Regions from separate parts of the Oryctolagus cuniculus genome. Here region 1 is linked to region 2. A link is a contact called in public Micro-C data. All regions are on one chromosome and are shown on one strand. The core of a region is the stretch at or near the end of the contact, and the rest is flanking DNA. Distances in the headings are between cores, read along the strand shown.

Region 1 (7,434 bases), core at 675-3,174, 110 kb before region 2:
TTGCCGGCTGTGCGCTCTGGGTCAGCTGGCCTCTCTGGGTCTACCCTTTCCACATCTGCTCAGACAGCGTTGTTTTTGTGGGTAAAGCTGTGGTCTGAAGGCCAGCAGCCCCTATCCCAGGAACTCCAAGGCTGGTTCATGTCCTGGTTGCTCCACTTGTGATCTAACTCTCTGCCAATGGCCTGGGGAAAGCAGAGAAAAATGCCCCAAGTGCTTGGGCCTCTGCCACCCACGTGGGAGACTGGGATGAAGCTCCTGGCCCCCGCCTGGCTCTGCCCTAGCCCTTGGAGCCACTTGGAGAGTGAACCAGTGGATGAAAGATCTCTCTCTCTCTCTCCTTCCCTCCCTCCTCTTACAACTTTCAAATGAATCAGTCATTAAGGGGGGAGAGGGGTAGGAGGGGTAATGCCACCCGGTGTGCTAACAGTATTAAAGAACAGTACATGTAAAGTTTCTCCCTAGTGGCTACCATGTGATTTAATAAGTGGGCGCTACTACTTGAGCAACTGTAAATTACTTGATTTCTGTGGGCTTCCTCACTTACGAGTTACATGAAACAAAGTATGTAAAGCTGCTAGCATGTTACTTGGGTTAAAGGAACTTAACAAAGAACGGTCTCTTCAAATCTTAATAAAGAAATATGAATCGAGAGCTTGCGGTCATGAAACAACCATTTACCAAAAGTTTAGACGCCAAGAATTTACTCCGTCCTGGGAATTCCCTAGAGGGCAGAAAGCGCGGGGGCGGGGAGGGGGGCCTGACACAACACCTGCTTAGAGCCCAGCAGACGCGCTGTAAATGTCTGCTTAAAGCACAAACGGATGGTTGGTGGGAGAGCACAACGAATGAATGAACCAGAGAATGAATGAGCGCAGTGTCGGGTCTGGAAGTCAGACAGCGAACGGAAATAACTGCTGTATCCGGCTCCAGGCGCCGGGGCTGCTACCTCCAACTCTGCGCCCCGAGTGGAGCCCCCTCCCCCTCCCTCCCGTAGTCCTCGCAGCTCGGAGGCAGCTCACAGCCGGCGGAACGGGACCGCGCGCTCCGGCCGGCAGAATGACATAAAGGCAAGGGGTGGGGAGGAGGAAGAGGGGGCCGAGCCAAAGGAATCCGCTCCCTCCGCCAGCCAGTCCCCGCCTCCCGACAGGATCTCGGAGGCGGCCGGCGACCGCCCGAAGCAAGCACCACGTCACGGCATCCCAGCGCGTCCCCGCCGGCGGACCCCACCGCGGGGCCGCATCGCCTCGGAAAGCTGGGCAGGAGCCGCCGGAGCCCGCCCGGGGAGCCCCGAGCTCGCAGAATCCTCCCCCCACTCAAGTGTCAAGGAGGCAAGCCCGCCCCGCCCCCTCTCCAAACACGCACTCTTCGCAGCACCACAACAAGAGCAGCCCGCCCAGGCTCCGCACCCGTGCCTCTCGGCGCCCATCCCAATGTCAAGCCCACGACCGGAGCTCCCCGGGCCAGCAGCCGGTGTGAGGGGCCCCGGCCGGCATCCGCGCCTCGCTCCCTCCTCTGCCGAGAGGACAACGGAGACACAGGAGGCGCGCGGACAGCCAGCCAGCCGACCGGGACTCACCGGAAAGCTCCCGGGGCTGGACCCCAGGGGCCCCCAGCACCGGGCCTGCCACAGCCCCCCGCGGTCCACCTCGGGGAGCCCCACGATCCCGTTAGGAAACAACGGAGGATGGGGCTGGGCGCCCCAAGCCGGGCTCGGAAAGCTTGGCCCGGCGCTCCTCTACCCTGGCTTCCCTGCCAGCTCTTCCCAGGACCCTGCCTGAGAGTCACCCACCTGCCCGGTCTTTCGGGGCTCATCTAAAAGGCTCCTCCGCCAAGACTAGGGGACACCAGGAATTGGGTTTGTTTGCGGTGCCTCAGAAGGGGCAAGATGGCGACAAGCATCAGGGCGCAAGCGCAGCCGCGCGCTGCCCATCGGGAGGTGTAGTTCGCCTTTCCCGCCTTTCGGAGAGCGGACAGCAAAAGGCCTCCATTCATACTGTCCCTCTTTTCCTCCACGTTATGAAAGGACAGGACGGGCGTCGCGGGGGGTGCTGGGAGTTGTGGTCCGACATCAAGCTCCATCCTCTTTCGCCCCGGGCCGGCCGTCGCAGCGCAAGGAGGGCTGGGATTGTAGTTTCCTTGGGTTTCTCCTGCATCCCCTCGTCTCTTTGGCTTCGCGCGCCTCTCCTCCGGCTGCCGTCGCCCGGCCAATCGGCTGCACCCGTGACGCCACACGCAGCAGTCAAAATGGCGTTGGGAGCCGCCACCGAGCCTTCTGTGGCGACCTCTACTCCAGCGGGCTTAGGGCCGTAGGAACGCAGCTTCGTCCCTGAAGCGGCGTGGTGGAGCAGGCTCGGGTTCCTCAAGAGCCGCGGGGGCGGTGATCTGGGGCCTCCAGCCCCCCGGGCGGCAGCTCGAGGAGGAATAATCGGAAACCGACACGGTGTGGAGGTCGTAGTTGCCGTCCGGGACCTGAGGATTGCGGAGTACACAAGGGGGGACCCTAGGGTTGTGGACTTGAGGCTCCTGTGCGCGCGAAGTGGGCGTGATGGCGCCAAGTGGTGCCTTAGCCGGCAGAGGCACGAAGGGACTTACGCGAGGCCCTACGACGTGGTAGGTTCTGCCTCAGCCTTTGTTCGTGCTTAATCCCACGGCAGTGTTGTGGAAACGGTCTGGTCGTTCTGTCTGACCTACGAAAAAGGGGGGCCCAGTAAAGCTACTCGTGACCACGAGATGGGAGCCAGGGCCCGGCGGTGGCGAGCAGTCCATCGGCGTTTGTGGCGGCCCTCCCTGTAGACTGCGTGCTTTCCGTAACCTCGGATGCGGGAGAAACGGCCCCGGTGTGCGGGAGTTCTTCGCGGGTATTGTGCTGTTACCAGTGTTTCCTTCTGGAGAAGATAGGTTACTGTTACCCTGCGGGGATGTTGCCATACATAGTGTGCGCAAAAGTTAAATTGTAAACCACTCTGCCCCCAGAGACTTCGTGTTGTCACATGGAACCCCAGACGTTAGGAGGAAAAAACGAGAGCGTTGAAATGTCCTACTCCTGTTTGCCCACGAACTAAAAATACTCTCGAAGTACATCGCTGTCGTTGCTGGAACCCAAACCTGCACCTTCGTAAGATCGTGAAGTGGGACGAATTAGCCTCCACGCCCACCCCACACCCTCCCTGATCTTGCCGTTTTAAGGCCAGTTGCTTAAAAATTTTTTGTAAGATTGTAAGTGAAATCTTCATACACGGTCTTTGAACCTGGCAACACCTCAGCGAAGCAGGTATAATTGCAGGCCCCCGGTACTGTGAAAACACACATGTGGTCAGGAGCTTGCCCAGTTTCAGAGAGCTGGATGTGGAAGAGAGCTGGGCTGTGTAACCCCAGGCCTTCTGACCTCCAAGTGTCCTTTCCTCTGTGATGAATGTCAAAATGGTAGGGAGTGAAGGAGGAGTGGAATCACCAAAGGGGTTTATAAAACTGACGTCCACTGGAAGAAATAGCATCACAGTGGTCATTTATAATGGCTAATCCCTGTGTTTACTAAGCACCAAGTACTGTTTAACCATTGCACATAATGACTTCGTCCTTGCAACAACTTTGTGAGGCAGAAACTCATTATCCCTAGTTACAAAAGAGGCAAGTGAGGCATAGGAAGGAAGTCCCATAGCTTGCTTACAGTCACACACAAGTAAATGGGAAAGCAGGGATTTAAACCTAAGCAGTCAGCCATGCTCTAGCCCGTGGGTCCCTTATCAATGGGAAGCACCTGAGGATCAGGTTAAAATGCCAGTTTTGATGGCGTGGGTCTGAGGTGGGTCCTAGATCCTATGTTTCTAGTAAGCTCCCAAGTGGTGCCGCTGCTGACGCTGCCTGCTCCCACGCGTCTTCTCCTTAGTCCTCATCCGCCTTCCCTGTGCCGCTCTGACTGCTTCCTCCCTAAGGATCAGACTCAAACTTTACCCGCAAGAAGCTCACCCTGCCCCACCTTTCCCTCCAGGATGAGACAGGCTTTTCCATCTCTGCTTCTGCACCGCTTGCTGTACTCCTTGTAAGAATATTGAATGAGGGCCGACTAGGCAACCAGCTCTTAAAGGAGAGAGACCAACCAGATCTGTTCATGCTAGTGCTTTCTAGTGCTTTGCAGCTAATCAAAACAATAGCTAATGCTTAGCCCAGACTTTGTGTAGTCCAGACGCTGTTAAATACATTAATTTGATAGTGTCTACAATAACCTTATAGATAATGCTAGGCTCCCTGTTTTATAGATGAAGAAACTAAGACACAGAGGTGAAGTAGGCTTCCCAAGATAATAAGCCAGTAAGTAGCAGAGCCATGATTTCAGATAAAAGCAGTATGGCTCTGAGAAGTGGGTGGTCAATAAAATGAGAGCCACCCTACACTTAAAGCTTCCAAGCAGAAAAGCTTATCCTACTAAATAGCAACTTCCTGTGATCAGGAACATGTGTAGGAGTACAATACTGGTCTCAAACTTTATTCCTCCAAGCACATCACAGAAACTTGTGGTGCAGCAGGTGAAGCTGCTGCTTGAGACATCTGTATCACAGAGTCCCAGCTCCACTCTCTTCCAGCTTCCTGCTGATATATACCCTGGGAGGTGGCAAGTGATGGCTCAAGTACTTGGGTCCCTGCGACCCATGTGGGAAACTTGGATTGATTTCCAGGTTCCTGGCTTCAGCCTGGCCAAACCATCACTGTTGTGGATATTTGGAAAGTAAACTAGTGGATGGGCAATTCTCTCTCTCTCTCTCTCTGCCTTTCAAAATGAAGAATGAAACTTCTTTTGGACACCTATTAACCACATTCTAATTTTTTTAAAGATTTATTTATTTATTTGAAAGAGTTACACAGAGAGAGAAGGAGAGTCAGAGAGAGAGAGAGAGGTCTTCCATCTAATGGTTCACTCCCCAGTTGGCCACATTGGCTGGAGATGCAGGAGCCAGGAGCTTCCTCTAGGTCTCCCACGTGGGTGCAGGGGCCCAAGGACTTGGGCCATTTTTCACTGTTTTCCCAGGCCACAGCAGAGAGCTGGATTGAAAGTGGAGCAGCTGGGACTTGAACCAGTGCCCGTATGGGATGCCGGCACTACAGGCAGCAGCTTTTCCCACTACGCCACAGCATTGGCCCCACCACATTGTGATTTTATAGGAGTATAATGGAGAAGGTAGATCTGACAATCATGAAAGTATCTATTAAATTCCTATGGTCTTATGTGAGAGTACTTCAAAAAGTTTACAGAATGATGAAATGAAAAGATAAGTATATTTCAGTGTGAAGGAAAATTTAAATCCATTGGGGCCAGCATTGTGGATAGCACTAAAAGTTGCCACTTGTGACACCAGCATCCCATATGGGCACCAGTTCATGCCCCACTCCCAGCCACCTCTCTGCTAATGGCCTGGGAAACGCAGCAGAAGATGGCCCTAATGTTTGGGCTCCTGCCACCCATGTGGAAGAAGCTCCTGGCTTTGGCTTGGCCCAGCAATGGGCATTGCAGCCATCTGAGGAGTAAACCAGCAGATGGAAGATCTCTTTCTCTGTCTCTCCCCCTCTCTGTAACTCTGACTTTCAAATAAATAAGACTTTTTTAAAAAAAATTTAAATCCATGCAGTATTTTTTTCAATAATACTCATTTTCCATGAACTTTTTGAAGACTCTACATGTAAGGAGGCAAATTAAAAAGGGTCTGATTCTAGAGATTCATTTTCTACATGAAAAAAATGAAGGATCCAAAGAAGTGAATTAACCAAAGTCAAATGGGAATTGCACGGCAGGACAAAGACTGCAGATCAGCCCTTTGGAAGCTGTTGTTCTTTCTACTGAATCACACTCCCCTTAGATTTTTTTCAAGATTTACTTTATTTATTTGAAAGGCAGAGTTACAAAGAGAAAGGGAAAGAGGGAGAGACAAAGATCTTCCATCTGCTGGTTTTCTTCACCAAATGACCAGGACTTGGGCAGGCTGAATCCAAGAACCTGGAACTCCATCCAGATCTCCTGTATGGGTGGTGAGACCCAAGTACTTAAGCTATTATCCACTGCTTTCCTAGGTTCATTAACAGAGAGCCAGATGGGAAGTGGGATAGCCGGGACTCACAAGGGATGCAGGGGCACCTTAACCTACTGTGCCACAAGGCCAGCCCCTGCCCTTAGATTCCTAATCTTCTGGAAGTGTATTGTACTAATATCACCAAGGTATGTACTAAACATGAAAATAGCAAGACAAAAATAAATGAGTAGAGTATCAAATCATGGATCAAGAAAAATGAATTTGTGGGACACAAAAAAGGAAAGGAAGCTAGAGATAACTGACAGTTACACATCCAGGCTCAACGGAGTGTTAGAAACCCTGCAATGGAGAACAGCTTGAGAAAGCAGGTAAGACATCTGCCCACTGCCTGTCAGTCGCCTCCCATTGAATTCTACAGTTTCTATTTCCTAACTAGCTGACCTCATTGTTTTCGTGGGGTGATGATGGGGCTTCATCACCTCTGCGGAATGGACCTCTTTGCAAACGCTCTTCCTCCAGAGGAAGCTCTGTGTGCTTTTGACCGAGTTCATCCATCATCCTGCCACTGCTGTCAGAGTGTGCTTTCTGAAACTCAAAGCTCGTCATGTCAGTTCCCTGCTTACAATTTTCCAGCGGCTCCCAATTGCCAAGTTCCAGCTCTTTCAGGAGTCCACTTGTGCTAGTGCAAACTTTCCTGCATATCTAACCTTTCCTGGAGTACTTTGTCTTTAAAGTACCTCTTTATCTTGTCTGAAATCTGGCACTTTCTTTAAGTTCATTGCTTCCTTTGAAATTCTTTCGATAGTTCTTGCTTCTCTCCTATGTTCTATAGGAGTAAAAGCTGGTGGAAACTTGTGCCTTCAGCTTGCAGACCAGTTACCCCTGTGCAGAGGATTCTACTATCAATAGCAAGGCAACCTCCAATCCAGCCTCATTGCACTCCTCTTAAGAAAACTTTGGACAGTCTGCTGTCATAAGCCCACTCTGTCATTGCCCACTCTGCCCTTGTACTCACTGGTATAAATAATACCTTTTACCACTGCTGCTGTTCAACCAGCCATTTCTGGGACTATAGCTACACTTTGCTCTCCTGAATTGTTCCACCTCTCAAATTGCTAACGTTCTAAACAAAACTTTCTTTCATTTCACATTACTTACTCCTTTGTCCTCACCAAACCTGCTCTTCAACTTGAGGGAAATCTGCAGGCTTAGAGCTTCCCACTTCTCCAGATCTGTTCCCCTTCGCTTTCCAACTCAGTCTCATCAGCACTTTCAGCCAACCACCCCTGCCATCCACACTGACCCTAAAACAGTCCTCTACCTTGGATCATTTTCTCCTCTATGTCTCTTCCTAAGTGGTTAGAGCTGTTAAATATTAGTGCATAGTAAGTGATCACAAACGTTAGTGTCATTT
Region 2 (7,300 bases), core at 1,202-3,701:
GCAGAGCTGAGCAGAGCCCTGGGGTGGCCAAGAGGCCCATTTTACACCCCACCCACCCACCCCCCACCAGGCAGAGCCCTCCTGACTAGCTCAGCCCCTCCCGCGCCCCCACCGGCCTCTGCCCAGAGCAGGGGTGTCGGCAGCCCCGAGGAGGTGTTGGATGGCTCAAGCGCCCCATTGTAGCAGCTCTGGCTTCTTGCAGGAGCCCAGCCTGGCTGAACTGCCTTCCTGCCCAGCTGGAGGCTCCCGCGGGAGGGGGCCCTCTCCAAGCAGGTAACTCGATCCCCCACCCACGCCCGCAGCCCAGCCCCAGTCCGGCTCCGAAGCATTTCCAGCAGCGGGGCAGGACCTGCCAGCAGCCTGCAGATCAGGAGAGGGTGGCTGGCAGGCCGGGCCGGCTCCTCATTGGCTTCCTGTGTGACTTCGAGTCCCCTCTCAGGACCTCCGTTTTCACAGAGAGGGTCTGCCAGATGGACCCAAAGCTTGCACACCGCCCGACCAGCCGCTCCTCCCGCATCCAGGGGCTCCAGCTGTGAGGCGAGCAGGCAGGGTTCTCAGCCTCTCAGCAGGTGGAGACCGCGCAGCACCAGTGGAACTGCGTGGGGTGGGGCTTCCAGGCCCCCCAAGTGCCTCGACAGTGACTAGCTGAGTTGCTAAATCCACAAAGTCAATGGGTGAGTGATACTGGGAAGCAAACCTTTGGATTATTTCTCCCCAGATTTCTTTTCTATCCTACATATGAAGCCTGTTATTCTAAATGTACTGCTGCCCTTTTGTAAAAGGACTGTTCTGTGTTGAGATTATGCCTTGCTCATTTTTTATGGTGTGAAAATGTGTTATTTATTTGAGAGGCAGGCAGACAGACAGACAGACACACACACACATACCCGACGGGGGGGAGGGAGTGAGCCCCCATCTGCTGGTTCACTCCCCAGGTGCCTGCCACGGCCTGGGCTGGGCCAGGCTGAAGTCAAGATTCAGGAACTCCATCCAGGTCTCCCGTACGAGTGGTAAGGACCCAACTACTTGAGCCATCACCTGCTGCCTCCCAGGTGCCAGGGCGCACATTAGCCAGGAAGCTGGGATCTAGCGGAGCCAGGACTCGCACGCAGGCACTCTGACAAGGGACGCAGGCGTCCCAACCACTCTCGCAGCCACGAGGCCAATGCCTGCCCCCAAGTGGTTACTTTTATTTTTTTTAATATTTATTTATGTATTTGAAAGGCAGAGTTACAGAGAGGCAGAGGCAGAGTCAGAGAGAGAGAAAGAGAGAGAGAGAGAGAGAGAGAGTCTTCCATCTGCTGGTTCACTCTCCAGAAGGCCACAATGGCCGGAGCTGCACTGATCCGAAACCAGGAGTCAGGCGCTTCTTCTGGGTCTCCCACGCGGGTGCAGGGACCCAAGAACTTGGGCCATCTTCCACTGCTTTCCCAGGCCATAGCAGAGAGCTGGATCGGAAGTGGAGCAGCCAGGACTGGAACTGGCGCCCACATGAGATGCCGGCACTGCAAGCGGCGGCTTTACCCACAATGCCACAGCGCTGTTGCCATTCTTTTTGCCAAGCCTCTCTCACATGCAGAGTAGCCACAGCCATGGGTATGCAGCTCGAGGTGTTGTCAGTGAGCACATCACATAAACACTGCAGACTGAGAGACAGAAAGTACAGATGGCTCCTTGCTAGATGTTCTTTCTGTCGCAAAAATAAAGGACCACTTTCTGTTGGTCACCACGTCTTTATTTAAATGTTACCAGTCCCTGAAATCGAAAGCTCGGGGCCCTCCAGGCGAGATGGGCTAATAATGCCTGCGGCAGGGTGAGGACTCTGCAGCCAGCCGCTTTGGTGACGCACCAGCCAGAGCAGCCCGCGACCCTGCCTGCCCCATCCCAGAGGCCAAAACCTCTCTCCAGATGTGGGGCTCAGAGCCACTGGCAGCTGGAAGCCAGCTCTGAGGGGCAGCTCGGGGTGGGCGGCGCCGGGGATGACTCACTCCTCCCGCCCACCCAGGCCTCTCTGCAGAGAGCCCCTCCCTTCCCCTGGACACCCTGGAATCCTCAGGGCTTCTCTGTGCCCCATCGTCACCATGCCCTGCTCGAGTTCCAGGTTGTGGCTCCCAGCAGGTCGTTCGCTGCCCTTTCCCCTGTGAACATAAGGGGGAAATGCTGGCCACGTCTGGGGATATGGGGCTTGTTTGCAAAGGCACGTTTCTCAGGGACTTGCTGGTGTGTGCCAAAACCATGGGGCACGCTGGTTGCCGGGAAGCACGTGGCTGGCTGTCACTGGGTGCCGGCGCCCGTGCGTTCAGCTCAGTCACCGAGCAGCTTCTCAGTGTCACTGGGTGGGTAGCACTGACCTTGGGGAGCCCACAGCCTGGTGGGAGTGACGAGACCAGACAGGACAGCCACCGCTGAAGCTGGACCGTGAGTGCAGGGGTGGGAGTGGGATGAGCACGGGGGAGGGAAGCGTGGCACGCGGTTGCCAAGGCCACAGAAGGTGGCATGAAGGGCTAGCATTTGGCTTTGCCCTTGAGAGAGGAATCTCGTTCCTCCTCCTCCTCGGCTTAGCTCCCAGCTCCAAGTTCTCCTACTTCCTTGCCAAGGTGTCCAGAGCCAGGCCAGGCCTTCTGCTGAAAACGGCTGTCCTTGTGCGGCCAGTGGCCCCAGATTAGGAGCGTATACATGTAGTTTGAAACGTTTAGGGGCCCGGCACCGTGGCGCAGTGGGTTAAGCCACTGCCTGCAGCTCCAGCATCCCACATGGGCACCAGTTTGAGACCCAGCTGCTCCACTTCCGATCTCACTCCCTGCTAATTTGTCTGGGAAAGCGACACGGGAGACCTGGATGAAGCTCCTGGCTCCCGGCTTCAGCCTGGCCCAGCCTCTCATTCAGGCCATCTGGGGAGTGAACCAACAGCTGGAAGATCTTTCTCTATCTCTCTATTTCTCTAACTCTGCCTTTCAGATTTATAAATAAATATTTTTTAAAAAATAAAAAGGCAGGGGTGGAGGGAGCCAGTGCTGTGGTGCAGTGGGATAAGCCTCCTCCTATGGTGCTGGCATCCCATATGGGCGCCCTGGCACCCAGCCGCGCTCTGCTCTCTCCTTGGTCGCGTGTTCTCCTCTCGCCTTACTCACTCATTCCTGCTGAACCACCTCTCCCAGCAGCTTCCTGAGCAAGTATGCAGAGAGCTTCCATGACTGAAAACGTGTTCTGTCTTTGCCCTTGGCTGGGGCCACGACTCTGGAATGGAAATAATTTCCCTTGGAATTTTGGAGGCACTTCCCCCATGTCTCCAAGTTCCTGTCTTGCTATTGAGAAACCCAGTGACATTCCGATTCTTCTTCTTTTTCTACAGATTTACTTATTCATTTGAAAGAGTTTACAGAGAGATCTTCCATCTGCTGATTTTCCTCTCCGAATGATGGCAATGGTCAGGATTGGGCCAGGCTAAAGCCAGGAGCTTCATCTGGGTCTCCCACGTGGGTGCAGGGACCCAAGCCCCTGGACAACCCTCTGCTACTTTCCAGGTACATTAGCAGGGAGCTGGATTGGAAGTGGAGCAGCCAGGACTCAAACCGGTGACCACATGAGATTGCAGGTGGCAGCTTCATCTACTGAGCCTCAGTGCCGCCCCTGCCCGTTCCTTTTCGCTTTAACATCCACGCATCCTGATTCGCAGTCCCGGTTTCTAGGAAGTGCTTTTTTTTTTTTTTTCTCTCTGGAGGCTCTTGTGATCCGGGGCTCTCAGGGCTCTCCAGTGTGGACGTCCTGCCGCGAATCCGCGTGGAGACCGCGGTGGGTCTCTCCCGTCTGGAACTCTCCCCCTTCTTGCACATTTTCTCTGAGGCTGATTCCAAGTCCTCGTTTGGCTGTTGAGAGCTCTTGATTATCCTGTCTTATCTTTTCCATTTCCTATTCTTTGCTTTTTGGCATTATTTTTACAATTATCTTCCAACCCTTTTTCCATAGTTTTTAAAAATTTTTTCTGCCATTGTGTTACTAAGACTTTGGTTTATCTGTTCAGTTCTGTTTATCCAGCATTCTCTTGTAGCATCTCATTCTTGTTCGTGGGGGCAATATCTTATTAGAAGATTAACTTTAGTTTTCTCTTTTTAAAATTTTATTTATTTGAAAGGCAGAGTTACAGGGTTGGGGGCAGGAGAGAAAAATCTTCCATCCACTGATTCACTCCCCAAATGGCCACAATGGCCAGGGCTGGGCCAGGCAGAAGCCAGGAGCCAGGAGCTTCATTTGGGTCTCCATGTGGGTGCAGGGACCCAAGTATTTGGGCCATCTTCCACTGCTTTCCCAGGCACAGTAGCAGGGAACTGGATTGGAAGTGGAGCAGCGGGACTCGAATCAGCACCCATATGGGATGCCAACACTGCAGGCGCAGCTTTACCCATTAAGCCACAAGGCAGCCCCTTTTTTCTTTTCTTAAAGATTTTATTTACTTGTGAGGCAGACAGTGAGAGGGAGAGACAGAGAGAGAGGTCTTCCATCCGCTGGTTCACTCCCCAAATGACCACACGGACAGGGCTGAGCTGATCTGAAGCCAGGAGCCAGGAGCTTCTTCCGTGTCTCCCACATGGGTGCAGGGGCCCAAAGACTTAGGCCATCTTCTACTGCTTTCTCAGGCCATAGCAGAGAGCTGCATGGGAAGTAGAGCAGCTGAGACATGAACCGGCGCCCACATGGGATGCCAGTGCCGCAGGTGGAGGATTAATCTACTGTGCCACAGTGCCGGCCCCCAGTTTTCTCTTTTAAGTCCACTTTTGGCATCATTGTTATTTTCTAAGTTCTTTTTTATTTATTTCCCCATTATCTGCTTTGACTTCTTCTCCCCCCATTTTTTTTTTTAACATTTTTTTATTTATTTGAAAGGCAGAGTTTCAGAGAGGCAGAGGCAATGAGAAAAAGAGGGGGAGGGAGAGAGAGAGAGAGAGAGAGAGAGTCTTCATTCCATTCCAAAGGCTGGAGCTGGGACGATTCAAAGACAGGAGCCAGGAGCTTCCTCTGGGTCTCCCACATGGGTACAGGGGCCCAAGGACTTGGGCCATCTTCCACTGCTTTCCCAGGCCATAGCAGAGAGCTGGATCAGAAGTCAAGCAGCCGGGACTGGAACTGGCACACATATGGGCGGCTTTACCCTGTACGCCACAGCGCCGGCCCCTTGACTTCTTTAAAAAAAAAAAAAAAAAAAAGAAAAGAAAGAAAGTTATTCAAGAGATGGAGAAAGAGACAGAAAGCGCGCCCACCCACTGATAGGCCTAGAACCGCTGGGACCCAGCCAGGGCGGAAGCCTCAGGGGCAGGTCCCCATGGTAGTCACGCCGTCACTGCTGCTGCCTCCCAGGGTCTCCCAGGAAACTGGAATAGGAGCTGGAGCTGGGATCGCTGCCCAGGCGTGCCAGTATGGATCACGGCATGTTACGTCGCTAGCCTGAACACCTGCTCCCCTACGTCTTTCTTAACAGAGGCTTTCCTCAAATGTTAGCTTATTCTTTGCTGTCTGCTCATACTGAGCCGGGGCACTAAATCACAGATCAGGTACCCCACACACATGCTAGGGACTGTGCACAGGGGTATCTCCCCAGCTGCTGGCTCACCCCCCAAATGCCCACCACAGCCAGAGTTGGGCCAGGCCAAAGCCAGGTCTCCGTGGAGGATGGGCAGGGGTCCAACCACTTGAGCCATCCCCTGTTGCCTCCCAGAGTGCATGTTAGCAGGAAGCTAGAATCAGAAGTGATGCCACTCAACCCAGGGACTCCCCAGACGGGAAGTGTGTGTCCCAAATGCAGTCTTAACCACTAGGCCGAATGCCTCTCCTGCCTGCTTATTTTAAAAAGTGGATTACTGGGGTTAGCACTGCGGCGTGGCAGGTCCCTCTGCTGCCTGCCCCGCCCGCATGCCCTACTGGAGAGCCTGGTGGAATCTCTGCCCCACTGGGAATCCAGCTTCCTGCTAATGCACACCCTGGGAAGCAGCAGGTGATGGCTCAAGTATTTGGGTTCTTGCCACCCGTCGGAGACCCGGACTCCTGGCTTGAGCCTGACCCAGCCCCAGCTGCTGTGGGTATTTGGGGAGTGAACCCCAGGGATACAAGATTCTCTCAAATAAAACACTTTTGAAATCGAAAGCCAATTATTGGGTTTCACCGCAGACCCACCTGGTTTCCAGGAGATGGGGTGCTAGAATCCACATGCTAACTGTCCCTGTGATTTTAAGAGCGAGCTCCCTTGGCCTACTGGGACGCCAGGTGTGGTGGCGGGCAGAGGGGGCGCGGGAGTCAGCACCGCCCTTCCCTCGCTAGCTCGGGCCTTGGGACCGCCTCAGTTTCCCTCCTGTAGAGTGGGCTCCGGCTCCGGGCGCACCTGCCTCCCTCCCAGGCCCCTTCCCGCCTCCATCCACCCCGCCCGGGTGGACTGAAACAGCTGGGGGCTCTTCGCTTCCAGGCGGAGGGCGCCTCCCAATCGGCCGCGGCCGGATGGGCGGGCCGAGGCTGGGGGTTGCGGGCGGCTTTCTGCACGCGCCGGGCCCCCACAGGGGACGCTGCCCGCCCGCCAAGCAGCCGCGGGCCCCGCCTCCCCTCCCGGCAGCTCCAGCAGCCCCCCAGACCTTCCCTGCTCCCAGGCAGACGGGGCTGGGCTGGGCTTGCCTGGGCCCAGGAGCCACCGCCCAGCGCTCCAGGGGGCGGCGGCGAAGGCGGGGAGGCGGCGCCGACCTCCCCCAACCCCCGCGGCGGGCGCCGCAGGAGGAGCCCAGGTAGGGCTGCCTGAGGCCGGCTAGCCCAGCTTTCTGCAAGATAGAAGGACAAAGCGGCCGACATGACAAGTTTCCTGTGTCACCAAATGCTGTGCTCAGGATGAAGTGTCACGCGATGGGGCTGGGGGGTGGGACTAGGGCCTTGAGAACCCAGGCTGGGCCTGTGTGACCAGATGGCTGGCTGTTAAGGCAGATGGTGAGGGCGAGGAGGTTGTGGCAGAGGTCATGGTGCCTGGATGGAGGTAGTGGCCGTGGGTATGGAGAGAAGGGGATGAGCCCAAGGGGATTTCTGCGTGGCGGGGTAGGAGTAGGTGAGGGACTGTGTGGGGCCAGAACGCCATGTGTTAAGTGGACAGCCAGGGGCAGGGAGGCACCTCCCCTTGTGCTTGCGCTACAGCCTCCAGCAGTGCCCCCCTCACCACGTCCAGGAAGCCTTCCATGCTGCTCAGGGTCTCCGAACAGCAAGGTGTGTTTTGGTTTTGTGCTTTCTCATCCTGCCTTGCAGAATTGACTTCTGTGCATGGTGGTGGAGACCCCGC

What was found. A called contact is a pair of places that touch in the nucleus more often than the background predicts.
Region 1: a Micro-C map of ear pinna shows a contact between it and region 2, with 1.9 times the contacts expected there. The contact joins the promoter of EMSY here to the enhancer-like site in region 2. A contact is called at or near these places in 2 of 6 Hi-C or Micro-C datasets (ear pinna and psoas muscle).

The regions. Positions count from the first base shown.
Region 1 is chr1:67,418,559-67,425,992 of mOryCun1.1, reverse strand. EMSY (EMSY transcriptional repressor, BRCA2 interacting) reads right to left here and starts at 1,924. Exons shown (of 22, transcript XR_011389390.1): 1 at 1,790-1,924. It overlaps LOC138850017 (a long non-coding RNA gene), which reads left to right and starts at 2,229. Exons shown (of 5, transcript XR_011389399.1): 1 at 2,229-2,610; 2 at 2,974-3,186.
Region 2 is chr1:67,311,767-67,319,066 of mOryCun1.1, reverse strand. No RefSeq gene overlaps it. Among named protein-coding and RNA genes, the nearest start is that of THAP12, 50 kb to the left of the region's middle. Within about 2 kb of position 2,451, at least 1 of the 8 cell types and tissues checked has an H3K27ac peak or open chromatin away from gene starts, as enhancers often do. A contact at or near this core is called in ear pinna, where this site is marked.